Linked DNA regions of Anser cygnoides: region 1 is linked to region 2. The links are chromatin contacts, called in public Hi-C maps. All regions are on one chromosome and are shown on one strand. The core of a region is the stretch at or near the end of the contact, and the rest is flanking DNA. Distances in the headings are between cores, read along the strand shown. Region 1 holds the start of CSRNP1 (cysteine and serine rich nuclear protein 1). Region 2 holds the start of ACAA1 (acetyl-CoA acyltransferase 1).

Region 1 (6,716 bases), core at 2,483-4,982, 550 kb before region 2:
TTGACGCCACCTCCCATTTGATGTCCATCCATCCATCCATCCATCTGTCTGTCTGTCTGTCCATCCTCCCCTCCAGGGCCAGCCCTCCCCAAGCACAAGCACCCTCCTCTCCACCCCAAAACCTGCCCCTGGGGATGCGCTGGGAAGGGAACGTTGCTGCCAGCCTGGGGAGCATCAGGACTTTTACCTAGGGCCAACAAAAAAACCCACAAACGACATCTTTTTATAAAGGGGTTGCCCAATTTTTAGGACTCCCAGAGAAGAGAGCAGAAGGGTGATGCTGCAGGGCGAGGCAGCCCCGATGCTCAGGTCACCTGCAAAGCCGGATTTCCCAGCCAGAGCAAACCAAGCCGTATTACGGATGGTGCAATAATTTATTTATTTGGGAGGGGATTTTACAAAATATGTCTTCACGCATCTACCCCAAAAACCCACCCTCTGGATGGGGGTTCAGCTGGCAGCTCAAAGCCGGTGCCCTCCCCTCCTCGCTCCCAGCGCTCGGCTGTGGAATTCGCGCCGTGGGAGCGGTGCCGCCGAAACCACCGGCCGCAGCCGGGATATTTGAACTGCGGTGATGCCGCCAGCCTTAGACTTCAGTCCGCATTTGTGCCTAGCACAGAAGTCACAAAAATGTGCACGGCAGCGTGAAAAAAAAGGAAAATATCTCTGCTCGGCGGTGCAAATCTCTGTGAGCAGCACAGAGCGCAGGAGGATTTTACCACCTTCTCTCTCTCTCTCTTCATTTTTTTTATTTTTTTTTTTACATAACCTGAAATAAAATAATCCTATCTTCCTTTTAGTTGCCAAAAAAGACATTCTGTTCTTGGCTAAGACTTCTTACTCATCTATTTTACTGAAAACAGCTTTTGGAACAAGTACATAATGCAATGGATCAAACCCGCAGGAATTCCTCTCTGGCACCAGAACTCCCACTATCCTGGGAATACTTTCTAACAAATATTTAGCCCAGATGTGCATTCCTTTCTTTCTCTCTCTCTCTCTCCCTCCTTTTTTTTTTTTTTTCAAGCATTTAAGTTTTTTTTTTTGGGGGGGGGGTCTAATGAGGGGGGAAGGGAAGCGAATCTGCTAAGTCCCATTTCTGGCGCCCAGCGAGTTGCAGGGTACAGCCCTAATACGCAGGAATGCGAAGAATTAATGTTTTAACTATCCTCCTCTTGGACAACGTATCAACAGTAAATATTTCGAGTAATTTAGATTTAAGAAGGCTTGGCATTTGTTTAGCCCAGCGAGCAGGAAGGCAACCAAAACCACTATCAGCGGCCACTCGGGCTGGTTCTAAGAGGCTGCACAAAGAGATACCACGGATAAGAAGGTTCGGCGCCCGATTTTGGGGCCCTATCTGCACTTTTTACGGGGCGGCGCACGCAGCCACGCAAGGCAGGCGAAGGAAACCTCTCCCAGCGTACCCTTGCTTGCGCTGCTGCTCCTCGAAGCAGCTTCTAGGGTATCGTGGCAATATTTGCAATTTCTTCTTTTCCAACCAGGGAATATCCCAAAGGGTGGAAGGATCCCAACTCTGCGCGCAAGCTGAAAGCAGACTCTTCTTCCACAAAGCAACTTGTGTTAACAAAAAAAAAAAAAAAAGCAAACAACCAGTGCAATGCACTAAAAGCACATATTTTCAGAGCCAACCTCCTGGCTCTAGGAGCACCAGCATCCTCCCGCTGCCCGGGCAGCCGGGTGGGCTCATCCCGGAGCATGGGGTCGAGGTCGCAGCCCAGCCCCAGCTCCGTGCCTCGAGCCAGGATAAATATTGGTTTAAAAACCCGCTTCAGCCAGGTACGACTCACGCAGTGAACCCCGGGGGAGTCTTTTGCCCCCCTTTCCCAGGTGTTCATTTGCACGCAGGTCGGGTGACCTCGGCATGAGCGTTGCGAAAAACCGGTGCGGCGCTGAGCCTTGTGCTGAGCCCCCCGAAATCCTCGCCAGCTCATGGCAGCAGGGAGCCTGGCAATGCCTGCAGGCAACTTCGTCACCCCCGTGCTATCGGCACCGACTCACTGCCCGTCCATTTAACTATTTTAATTCCTGCCATATTTACCTCCGTGGGTTCCCAGCCGCCGCTGGGGCAGCCTCCCTGCGAGGTCGCTTCCCAGTTTCGGGGCCAGCAGCGGTGCCGTCCGGTTCAGCCCAGCTGATTTTCCCCCCCTTCCAAGGCCGGGTCTAAGGTTTCATAACCTTCCCCCTGGTTAAAAATAACCTCCCCTGCCGCCGCACGACCCAGGCGCGGAGGCACGGATCCGCTCGCGGTGCCACAAGTGCGCTCTCCTGCGGGGCTGGGCGAAACGCCTTCCCCGGGGAAGCAGGGCGAAAGAGCTCGCTCCTGCCAATATTTCGGGAAGCTCGCAAAGAAAAAACTCCGCGGGGTTTGCCACCGAGCCCTTCTTTCTCCCTGACAGCCCGAAAGGTAAATAAGAAACATTAGCAAACGCATTAAAAGGTTATCTGGCACGGCCGGGACGAAGCGGGCTCCAGATGTACTCGGCGCAGATTGCACTGCAATAAATATGAAAGGGGCGAAGCGTGCTTTGTCTAGGAAAATCCTCTATTTGATTACACCTGATGAATAATTCACGGCGGGTTTCCATACTCGTCCTCCCGTAGGTACACGCCGTGCGTTACCTTGCCGGCCGTACATACGCCCCCGTTTCCTGCGCTGAATTATTAAAGGCTCTCCGGGAGCCGCGGGAGAAACGCTCCGGCACGAAAGCGAAGCACGGAAAGGAAATAATAAAAAGAAATATATATATATATAAAAAAAAAAGGAAAAATAATAATAATTAGCTGTGGGACAGGGCTTCTCCCTGCGCGCCAGCCCCATCCCACGGCGACGCTGGGCACGGCGGAGGTGACAGGCGCTCGGGGAAGCCAGAGAAGAGGAATAAATCGACGTTTGGAAACTCGAGCGGGTTTATTCGCTGCTCTTGTTCCTTATTTCCCCCCCCCCCCCCCCCCCAAGGTGCGGTGTGAGAGCCCCCCCCGGGTCGGTTGTGAAGGAGACCCGGGGGGGGGCGCCCCGTCCGTCGGTCGGGCGGTCGGTCGGTCGGTCGGAGCGCCGGTAGGTGTTGCTGTAGCGACGGGAAAACATCCCCGAGCCGGGGAGTTTGGGGAAGAGGGAGCCTGCCGGGCTCGCCCCCCCCCCCCCCCCCCCCCCCCACGGGTTTTATTTCACCATCACCGCACCGGAGGCGCAGCGTTTCTTAGCGAGCTGACGGGGGGCGCGCTCCATCCCCCCACCCCCCAAAAAAAAAAAAAAAAATTTTTTTTTTTTTTTTTAAGGGGGGCACAGCAGGGTCTCCCCAAGACTCTCCCCTTTCCCCCTCTTAGCCAAGAGGTCCGGGGAGCTCCGCGATGTGTCCCGCTTGTGTCCCCGATGCGCGTCCCCCCCCCCAGCTCCCTTCACCCCCAGCCCGGCTGGGAAAGAAGGTTGGGGGGGGGGGGGGGGGGCAGTCAGCCAGACCCCGATCCCCAAAACCCCCCATCACGGATTCACCCCCAAACCCCCCCACCACGAACCCAAACCCCCCAAATAACCCAGCCAAGCCCCTTACCTGAGGAGGCGGCGGCGGGTGTCGGCGGCGGCGGCGGCTCCGGCTGCAGTGGCGGCGGCGGTGCCTGGCGCGGCGCCTCCCGCTCTGCCGCTGCCGGGGCTGCGCCGCGCCGCGCTGCCCTTTTTCGTCAGTGGAAAACTCCGGGCTCTGACGCAGGCGGTGACAGGAGCGGGGCCGGCTCGGCCCCGGGCCCGCCCGGTTTCCTGCTTCTCTTCTCCCCCCCCCCCCCCCCTTCCTCCGTTCCCCGGGCGGGGCGCCGAAGCTCGGCTTGGCCTGGCCCCGCCGCCGCCATCCCGCCCGGCCCGCCGGGGGCGCTGCCCCTGAGGGGCCGCTGAGGCGCCGGGTGGCGGCCGCACGGGGTGGGGGACACGGGGGACGGGGGGGGGGGGGGGGGGGTGCGATCGGGGAAATTAAGTGGGGTGCTACGGGGGGTTATGGCTGTGAGGGGACTCAAATGGGTCTGGGGGACTCAGGGTGTTCAGAGCCCGCAAGGGGTTGGGGACCCACAACCACTCAGGGACCCTAAAATGGGTTTGGGTGCCTCAGAGGATTCAGACCCCACAAGGGGTCGGGGACCCACAACCACTCCAGGGCCCCAAAATAGGTTTGAATGCCTCTGAGGATTCAAATCCCACAAGGGGTTGGGGACCCACAGGCATACTGGGACCCCAAAGTGGGTTTGGATGCCTCAAGATACTCAGACCCCATAAGGGGTTTGGGACCCACAACCACTCAGGGACACCAAAATGCGTTTGGATGCCTCAGAGGATTCAGATCCCACAAGAGCTTGGGGACCCACAACCACTCTGGGACCCTAAAATGAGCTTGGATGCCTCTGTGTATTCAGGTCCCACAAGGGCTTGGGGACCCACAACCACTCCAGGACCCTAAAATGGGTTTGGATGCCTCAGAGAATTCAGAATTCACATGGCATTTGGGGACCCACAACCACTCTGTGACCCTAAAATGGGTTTGGACGCCTCAGGGTGTTGAGATCCCACAAGGGGTCGGGGACCCACAAGCACTCTGGGACCCAAAAATGTGTTTGGATGCCTCGGTGTTTAGATCCCACAAGGGTCTGGCAACCTACAGCCATGCTGAGACCCCAAAACAGGTTTGGATGCCTTGGAGAATTCAGATTCCACAAGGGTTTGGTGACCCACAGGCACGCTGGGACCCCAAAATGGGTTTGGATGCCTCAGAGTATTCAGATCCCGCATGGCATTTGGGGACTCACAAGCAACAACCCCACAGGACCCACAGCTTGGACACCCAAATGGATTTGGGCCTCACATATGACTTGGGTCCCTTCAGGGGTTTGGGACCCACAGGCAATGGGTTTGAGCCCAACAAGGTGTTTGGGTTCCCACATGGATTTTGGGATCCATGGGCACAGCTTGGGCACCAACATGAATAAGGACCCCACAGGGGGTTTGGGTCCTTCATGGGTTTTGGGACCCACGGGTTGGGAGCCAACCAAGCCCAGATGTTTGAGTCCCACAAGGAGTTGGGGCCCCATGAGGAGTTTGGGCCCCACAAGAGGTTTGGGACCCAACAAGCAGGCTTAGATACCAAGATCTGGGCTGGCAGGTTTGGGCCTAAGGTGTTTTGGGACCCATGATCAAGAATTGACCTCTGAAAGGGGTTTGAACCCCACAAAGAGCTTGGGTATCATAAGCAGGCTGGGCAGCAAAAGAGATTTGGGACCCACAGAGGGGTTGGGACCCACAAGCAAGGTTTGGCCTCTTTAAGGTGTTTGGGCCCTCCAAAAAGACTTGGGGCACAGCAGCATGGCTTTTGTCCCCAGAAAGGGATTTTGAACCCAAAGGGATTTTGGCCCCAGAAGGTGTTTGGGCCCTATTGATGAGGGTTGATCCCCCAAGGGGATTTGGGCCCCCAAAATTGATGTAGACCCCCTGGACATGGGTTGGCCACCAAATAAGTTTGATCCTTTCAAGAAAGTGTTGTCCTCTAAGGGATCCCAGAAAGGACTTTAGCCCTATAAGCAAGGCTTGGCCCTCAGAAGGATTTAAGGCCCCACCAGCAAGAGTTGCAATGTTTTATGGGTTCATGTCCCAGTGCAGTTCTACCAGCAGATACATTTTAGGGGGATGGAGCGACATTAAAAGTGATAATTTTTTTTCCACTCCCTGCCAGCGCAGGGCCCTACGAGCAGTGGGCTTAGTGGGACGGGAAGCGATGCGCTGGGGGCTTTGAGAGTGGTATTAAAAAGATGGTGAAGGAGGACAATTTTTTATTTTTTATTTTTATTAATTTTACTCCTGCTGGACGTGCACTGTTGTGCGAGTTTCTTTGTGGCAAGGAAGGCGTTGCAAACCCTGGAGTTTGGGGGGCAGCGGGGAGCCAGCACCAGGTTCCCCCAGCTCTGGTTGCTGTGGTGTTGAGCTGAAGATATCCGCACGCCACCAGGAGCTTCCAGAGAGCTCCAGGTTTCTGACTCGGGTGATCAAACCCTTTCCATCAGCAGGTGAGGCGCAGGTTTACCTGACATTCCTCAATTTTGCTATTTTGCCGTATTTTTGCCCCACAAGCTGGAGCTGGACCATCGACAAGCAGCGTGGTGAGAATCCCCGGGTTATGGTGCTGCCTTCTCTCGGGGATGCTCCTTAAAACCTAAAGCTCTAACACCTAACAGCGACAACTCCCAAAGCACGGCAGGGATGAGCTGAATTTGTTTCACAGACGCAGACGTCGTGGAGGCAATACGTAACTGCAGTGCCCTGCTGCCGGGTGGGTCCTGCCTTTGAGGCACGAGGGCCTTCCTGAACATGACGGCGAGCAGCACTCGGTCGCCAAAGGAGTGGTTTTCCTGAGGTTTCGTTTACCATGTTTGGACACGGCCGTGATTAATATTTCCTAACAGGAAGATGTCATGCGTGCAGGCTTTCCTCTTTGGGGTTCGGGTCGCGGCTGACCAAGTTCAGGTTGTACGCTGGCTCCTCGCTTCCTCCGGCTCGCAGACTACACCCGGCGGCTCCGTGTCGGACCCCAGCGGCTGCGGTTGCCCATCGCCGAGCCCGACGCGGGTCCTGGCGCCGATGTGGTGTCACCACACCATCCCTGGGGACCCGGAGAGCTTCAGTATGGTGGGACCGGAACCTAACCTCGCTTCTCTACAAAATG
Region 2 (6,651 bases), core at 2,975-5,474:
TCTTCTGCTGTCAGTGGAAGCAGAACTCATCATCTCCCGTTCACTGCTCACTCTTTGGAAACCTGCTGAGTGAGACTGTCCAGGAGAGCCAGAGGGAATCCGCTCTCCTAGAGAGCAGCTGCCTAGGAGAGAGGGATGTAAAATCCTGGTGCTGAGTCCAGCCCCAGCAAGACCCTTTGGGTTCCCTCACGCCCAACTCTTTGCCTCTGCCCTTCCTGCTCTCCCTGCTGTGGCTGCTCAATTCGACTTGCTGCTTCATCGCCTGGGGTTTTTGTTGTTGCTTTTCGTCACCAGGTGCCAATATTTTGCGAGATTCTGCTGGAAATGTGAAACTTGGAGATTTTGGGGCCAGCAAACGTATCCAGACCATCTGCATGTCTGGGACCGGGATTAAATCTGTCACGGGAACGCCGTACTGGATGAGCCCAGAGGTTATCAGCGGAGAAGGCTACGGAAGGAAAGCTGACGTGTGGTAAGGAATAGAGTAAAAACCTCGCCACTGCCACGTAAATCTGACGATCCCTTTGGGAAGCTGTAGTGGGAGCAACAACTATAGCTAGTGTTTAGAAGATGGAAAGGATGCAGAGGATGGAAATGGGAGGTGAATGTCAGGATCAAATATGCAGACACCCAGAGGGAGCAAATCATAGCTGAAAGCCGCCAGAGAGGAGCACACAAAACCACAGCTTGCTTTCGGAAGGCCCCGTGTGTGAGGACCACATGTGGCTCAGCTGTGTAGCTGCTGTCTAATTCTGGAAAGCAAGCTGATGACAGAGTTTGCCAGAAGAGCTGCTGAGTTCCGGTCACCCCGTTTTTGGGTTATCTAAGCCCAGCTTGGAGGCTCCGTGTGATCTTTTGGCAACCTCTGAAAGTCTGCTGCTGGATGTTTGCATGCGGCTCGGACACGAAGACGACCGAAATCATTGGGTGCTTCTGAGTGTTTTGAGAGGCCTCTCTGGAGGATGTCAGCTGGAGCCTGAAAGAGCAAGGATAACTCGACTTGTCCTCCCAGTAAACGGGGATAGAGTCAGACGTAAATCTGTAGGCAAGCATGATTCGTTCTGGCTCTACTGTTTGGGGAACTACATCCTAGTATTGAAACTGGGGTGTCTAAACGCATCTGGGTTTTCCTTCGGGGGGTGCTCCCATAAGGTTCCTTGCGTTCTCAGCCACGTACTTTATAAAGCTTAATCTCTGGCAGCTAAAGCAGGCAGAAAAGCCACCAGTTTTAGGACAAATCTCACTAGCGGGAGTGGAAGGCCACCCCAGCCCCGTACGTGCTGTCTCACCCCGCCTGCTTGCCCTCGTTGCAGGAGCGTGGCCTGCACCGTGGTGGAGATGCTAACGGAGAAGCCGCCGTGGGCGGAGTTCGAAGCCATGGCGGCGATTTTTAAGATCGCCACGCAGCCCACCAACCCCCAGCTCCCCGACGGCGTCTCCAACTCCTGCCGCAACTTCCTCAAGCAGATCTTCGTGGAGGAGAAGCGGAGGCCGACGGCCGAGGACCTGCTGAGGCACCCCTTCGTCAACTGCGGGCTCTGAGCCCCGGGCGGCGGCTTGGGGAAACGCCGGTGGGACAGGGGGGGGGCCGCCAGACCCGCGGCCCTTTTTGCACCCTGCGGTTCACACCTCAGCCCCGGGCTCGTCCTGCTTGGTGGCCCCCCCGGGTCCCTTCTCGCTCGTCACCAGCTCGGTGGCTGCTGCCTTGTGGGATTTTTGAAGGCACGCTCGGGACCGTTGGAGGCTGGAGACGCAGGCCACCACCGGGATTTGGGGACGAGGGCTTCCCCGGAAGCGCTGGCCTCGGGGCGAGCACCCTCCTCGTCCCCGGGACCAGCGGAGGAATAAGATGCTGGGTGCCCGTCACCGCTCCCCGCAGAGGAACAGGCGCCAGGCTTCGGCCCAGCTGGAGATGATCCTCAGACCGCGGAGTCGGGGGGGACCCGGTGTCCCCGTTCACGAGGGGAAGGGAACCCTTTGGAGGTGGCAGCGCCAGGCAGCCCCGCCAGAGGGGCGGCGTTCGCTCCTGTCCTGTGCCTTAAGCGGTTACAATCGCGGAGTGACCCCCGACTCGGCGCCTGGCAGGGAGTCGGGCGCATTTATGCAGACGTCTTGCCTTTGTGTGCGTGCGTGCGTGTGCGTGTGGAGCGGGAGGAGCGCGGCTGGGCCTCCGCACGACCCGGCCCGGTTCCTACAATCAGGCAGAGAGGACCTGCGGGACTGCACGAGCATGAAGCCGCAGCCTGGGGCCGCAGGGCTGCGTAGATCGCGTGCAGCTGGGCTTCCTTCTGCAATGTTTCGGAAGTCGTAGGAGAAATTGGGAAAGCTTAAAGCGTTGCTGGGCCACGGCCTCTGACCGACACTACTACCCTGTGGGGAGCAAGCAAAGAGGCCCCGGGAATGAATTTATCAGATCTTGGTGATTTTGGACAAATTAATTGCATCGCCCCATCTCCTGCTTCCTTGCTGCATTAGCTGTTTCCCCCTGGCTCAGCGAAGGTTAAACAAGCAGTTCCCAGGGTGGTGCCAGCTTCAGGCCACCGTGTCAAACACAGGTTTATTTTATTTTATTTTATTTTATTTTCATTGAAAATGAAAAGGGTTGCCTGGAGCAAAGGGGAAATGGAGAACGGGGCTGGTTGTGTGACTTTGCACATCCTTGAATTCTGCCGGGCGGAAGAGATCGAGTCGTGCTGTGGCTACAGCTCCAGAGAGAGAGGCAGAAACCAGAATTATTTCAGTTAAAGAAAAAAAGACTGGGGCTGTTTGGGCAAATTAAATAGCTAGAAGGGTTCCCTGTCAGTGTGTCCACGGAGCTGCCGAGGCCGGCACCTACCCGAGCTTTGTGTCTGGCCACCAGGGTGGTGGATGCCGGATCTCCGGGCCGTCCCCTCCGCAGGGGGGGAATAGTCGCCTCCTTCCTCTAGGGGAAAGAAAGGATTTTATTCTGTGAATAGGACCAAATCACTCTGGTTAGTTCTAGAGGATGGATTAAAAAAAAAAAAAAACACAAGAAAAAATGTGCTGGCAAATAAGGTGTTGTCAGAAGAGACGAACAAAAAGGGAGTTTCAGTAAAGCTGGAAATGTTTTTATGCTGTTTTCTCCCCTTTCACCGAACCTGTTCAGCTTTGATTTTTCACCCCTTAGGGGTGGATGTGAGCTGTTATTTTCTCCAAAGACTCGAGAACAAAAGTGGGGCCCAGCCGCGCTGCCCGAGCGCTGGGGGAGGCTACGGGGGACCCTCCAAAACGCTCCCTGGGGCCTCGTCAGCCCCACAAAGCACCCCAGAAAGCCTCCCTGGGACAGCCTGGTCCCCTGGCTCATGGGTGAGTGTGTTTGTATGTGTGTGTGTACATGGGGGTGTACATGGGGGGGTGTGTACAGGGGTGTGCGTGCAAGGCTGCGTGTGAGTGCGCGCGTGTGAGTGCGACTCGCTCCTCAGGTGCCTTTGCCTTTGTGTTTTTTTAAAAACCCTCGCAGTGTTCTGATGTACAAAATGAAAACTAGAAGAGAATGTAATATTATGCCATGTAAATTTCCTTTTTTTTTTTTTTTTTTTTATATTTTTTTTTATTTTGCCCAGCGCACCCGGGGGAGCGGGGCGGCCCTGCTGGGGCCGTGTCCCCGCTCCGCGTGCGGTGTCGCCGTGTGTATCCCAGAGAAACGTTTTCCTTCCGTTGGAAAAAGGCTCCGGTGTGATGTTGTGCGTCTGCCGAGCGTGTGGCCAGCCCCCTGTGTCGTTCCCTCCTCGGGGGCTGCTGAGCAGCGGGGCGGGGGGCTTGGGCCTGAAATAGGGACCACCACCACGCATGCACTCCCCGGTCACGTTGGCCTGGTGTTACACCACGGCAAAAGGTTGGGGGCGGGCTCTTTTATTTCTGCCTTCTTTCGTTTCATTCATTTATTCTTATTTTTATTTATTTGCATTTTATCTTTTCAGACACTCATAGAATTTGCTATTAATTTTAATTTTAATTTTAATTTTTAATTTTAATTTTTATTTTTATTCTAATTTTTATTCTAATTTTAACTTTTTTTTTTTTTTAACCTTTTATTTGTCTTATTTCCTTTTTTTCCGTTTATTTACCCCAATCCCTTCCCTCCCCCCTTCCTCCTCCCCACCCACCCACGGAGCCCAACCCGGGGGGGGGGGGCCCAGCGAGCGGTGGGCGTGGCCATGCAAATGAAGAGGGCGTGTCCCCGCGAAGCCCCGCCCCCCTCCCTCCCCGCCGCGGGGTCGTCAAGATGGCGGCGGCGGCCGGGGACGCCAAGATGGCGGCGGGGGGCAGCGGCGGGGCGCTGCGGCGGGTGCGGGCGGTGCTGGGGCACCTCTCGGGGCAGCCCCCGGCCGCCGTGTGGGCAGCGCCCTGCGGGAGCCGGGCCGGGGGAGCCGCCGGCCCCGACGACGTGGTGGTGGTGCACGGGAGGAGGACGGCCATCGGCCGAGCCAAGCGCGGGGGGTTCAAGGTACGGCTCTGCTTTTTTGGGGTGTGGGGGGGTTCCCCTCCCTGCTGCCCCTCGCGCCTCCGGACCCCAAAATCCTCGCTTCCCCCTCAGGGAGCTGTCCCCGCCCCAAAGTGTTGAGCCTCCCCCCCCACCAGCACCCCCTCAGGGGTTACCCTCGCTGCCCACCGCCCAGGGGGGGCTCCGCTCGCCAACCATCAGGAAAATAAAATCATTTTTTGGGGGTGCTGCGGTGCCACCGGGAGCCCCCTAGCCCCGCAGGCTGCTGTGGGGTGCCCAGCCCCGTCATGTCCTGCCCCACGCTGAGCCCACCTGTCCCGGTTCCCTGAGGAACCGCGGTGAGGAGCATCTCCCTCACCTTGCTGCGGACCTCTTGGTGTGGACCTCCTGGGCCAGCCTTCTCCTTGCCGAGCCATAGCAGTGGTGTCCCGGGGTCTGAGCAAGACCCAAGCATGGTGCCAGGCGACTGCTGTCGCTTTCTGTCTTCCTCAGTCTCTTCTCACATCACGTTCCCACAAACCCAGCCCCGGGACAGCCACGGCACCTGCAAGTGGAGGTGGTGGTGGTGGGACATGAGGTGTTCCCAAGCTGCCTGTGTTTTTTCTGGGCTTTCAAGGGGCTGTGTTGAATTTGGGGTCGATGACGGCACACACAGCTATAGTCTTAAGTCACTGATTTGTGCAAAACCCACTCCAGGCGTGTGCCACGCGCTGCTGGGCGCTGAAATCCCCGCAGTAACTCAGCTGGAGCTCTGCGGGTGGTGGGGTCCAGCTGCTGCCCTTTGGGGTCATCTCGGTTTTACACAGAGGGAACTCCGAGTCTCTGCATGCTCGTGCCATATATAACTCATCCTAGTTGCTTTACTTTCAAGGCCCTACGACACACATTCGTATAAATCCCAGCTAGGTGAGCAAGCTGCGCGTGTTACAGTGCTTGAAAAACACTCAAGGCAAAAACACACATAAGAGTAACGCCTTTGTAGGAAAACTCAGCTCGGTCTGGTGGTGGCTGTAGAGGTGAGGTAGCGCTGCGTAAGCCCGGGCACCGACCCTCTGCAGCAGCACGAAGGCGAGCTGGTGGCGGGGCAGTCGTCGGTGTTCGCTGAGTAGCGCTAACCCCGTGTGCTTGCAGGATACCACGCCCGATGAGCTGCTGTCTGCCGTTATGACCGCCGTCCTGCAGGACGTCGGGCTTCGTCCAGAGGCGCTGGGAGACATCTGTGTGGGTGAGTGATCGCCCTCCGTCCTGCTAGAGGCTCTGGGACAGGCCCACGGGAGACTGGCGGGTGTTGTGGGGATCAGAAGGGGTTGATGCGTGGCGTTATTACGCTCGTGAAATTAACACGCCCTTGATGACTGTCCCAAGTGGCTGGGCTCCGATCAGATGGCACCGAGCCACGGTGACACTAGTGTCCCTTCGGTGTCCGCAGCAAATAGCAGGGGCAGTGCAACAGATTGATGGGAATCCTGTCTTTGCACGCAGGAAATGTGCTGCAGCCGGGAGCCGGCGCTTTGGTCGCAAGAGTTGCACAGTTTCTAAGGTAAACTCAACCAGATCGAGGTTTCTTCTGGTCTTCTTGGGCCTCGGCTACAGAGCAGCGCTGGGTGAGAGGTCGTGATGAGGCTCGTGAGCTCGTAGGAGTTTCTGGCAGATCACCTTTTGCCTAGAAGTCAGACTTTGATCGAGCGTTCGGAGAGCCCTGCTGGGAGAAGCAGGCCCTGTTGGCAGGGGCCGGGCGGTGCTGCGGGGAGCGGCCTCCCCTTCCACGCAGACGCTGCTCCCCTGATCTCCCCCCGTCAGCACAGCGGTGCCAGTGACGGAGGCGTGAGCACTTTGCTTGCTCCTGGCAGCCTTCCCAGGGAGGCAGAGGTGAGGCTGATTAACCTCTGTGCCGCCTCTGGACGGGAGGTCTCGTTTTGTGGGCTCCCAGCTGCTTCTCCGTACCGCAGGGCTGTGCTTCTCTCTGCTGTACCTGAGCCCCAAACTAAGCAGTCATCTCCGTTCTTTGCTTTTCAGAATTGTGGCTGATGTGTGCAGCTGCATCCCAGCTTCCAAATATTTCAGCCAGTTTTTATTGCTGAATGACGTTTCCTTCTGCTAAAGCAGGTTACAGTCGCTGCTTTGGAGGGGCATTAGGCAATTAGGAATATTGTGGAGCCTTTGAGCATTTCTGGCTCTGGTCAGAG

Evidence for each region. A called contact is a pair of places that touch in the nucleus more often than the background predicts.
Region 1: a contact with region 2 is called in a Hi-C map of liver, with 3 times the contacts expected there. The contact joins the promoter of CSRNP1 here to the promoter of ACAA1 in region 2. A contact is called at or near these places in 2 of 7 Hi-C or Micro-C datasets (both in liver).

Annotation. Positions count from the first base shown.
Region 1 is chr2:6,063,670-6,070,385 of Taihu_goose_T2T_genome, reverse strand. CSRNP1 (cysteine and serine rich nuclear protein 1) reads right to left here and starts at 3,732. Exons shown (of 5, transcript XM_066991433.1): 1 at 3,573-3,732.
Region 2 is chr2:5,516,408-5,523,058 of Taihu_goose_T2T_genome, reverse strand. ACAA1 (acetyl-CoA acyltransferase 1) reads left to right here and starts at 4,224. Exons shown (of 12, transcript XM_066991431.1): 1 at 4,224-4,468; 2 at 5,597-5,690; 3 at 5,948-6,005. The coding sequence starts at 4,247. LOC106036842 (mitogen-activated protein kinase kinase kinase 3-like) reads left to right here. Exons shown (of 15, transcript XM_066991411.1): 14 at 295-472; 15 at 1,314-2,599. The coding sequence ends at 1,542.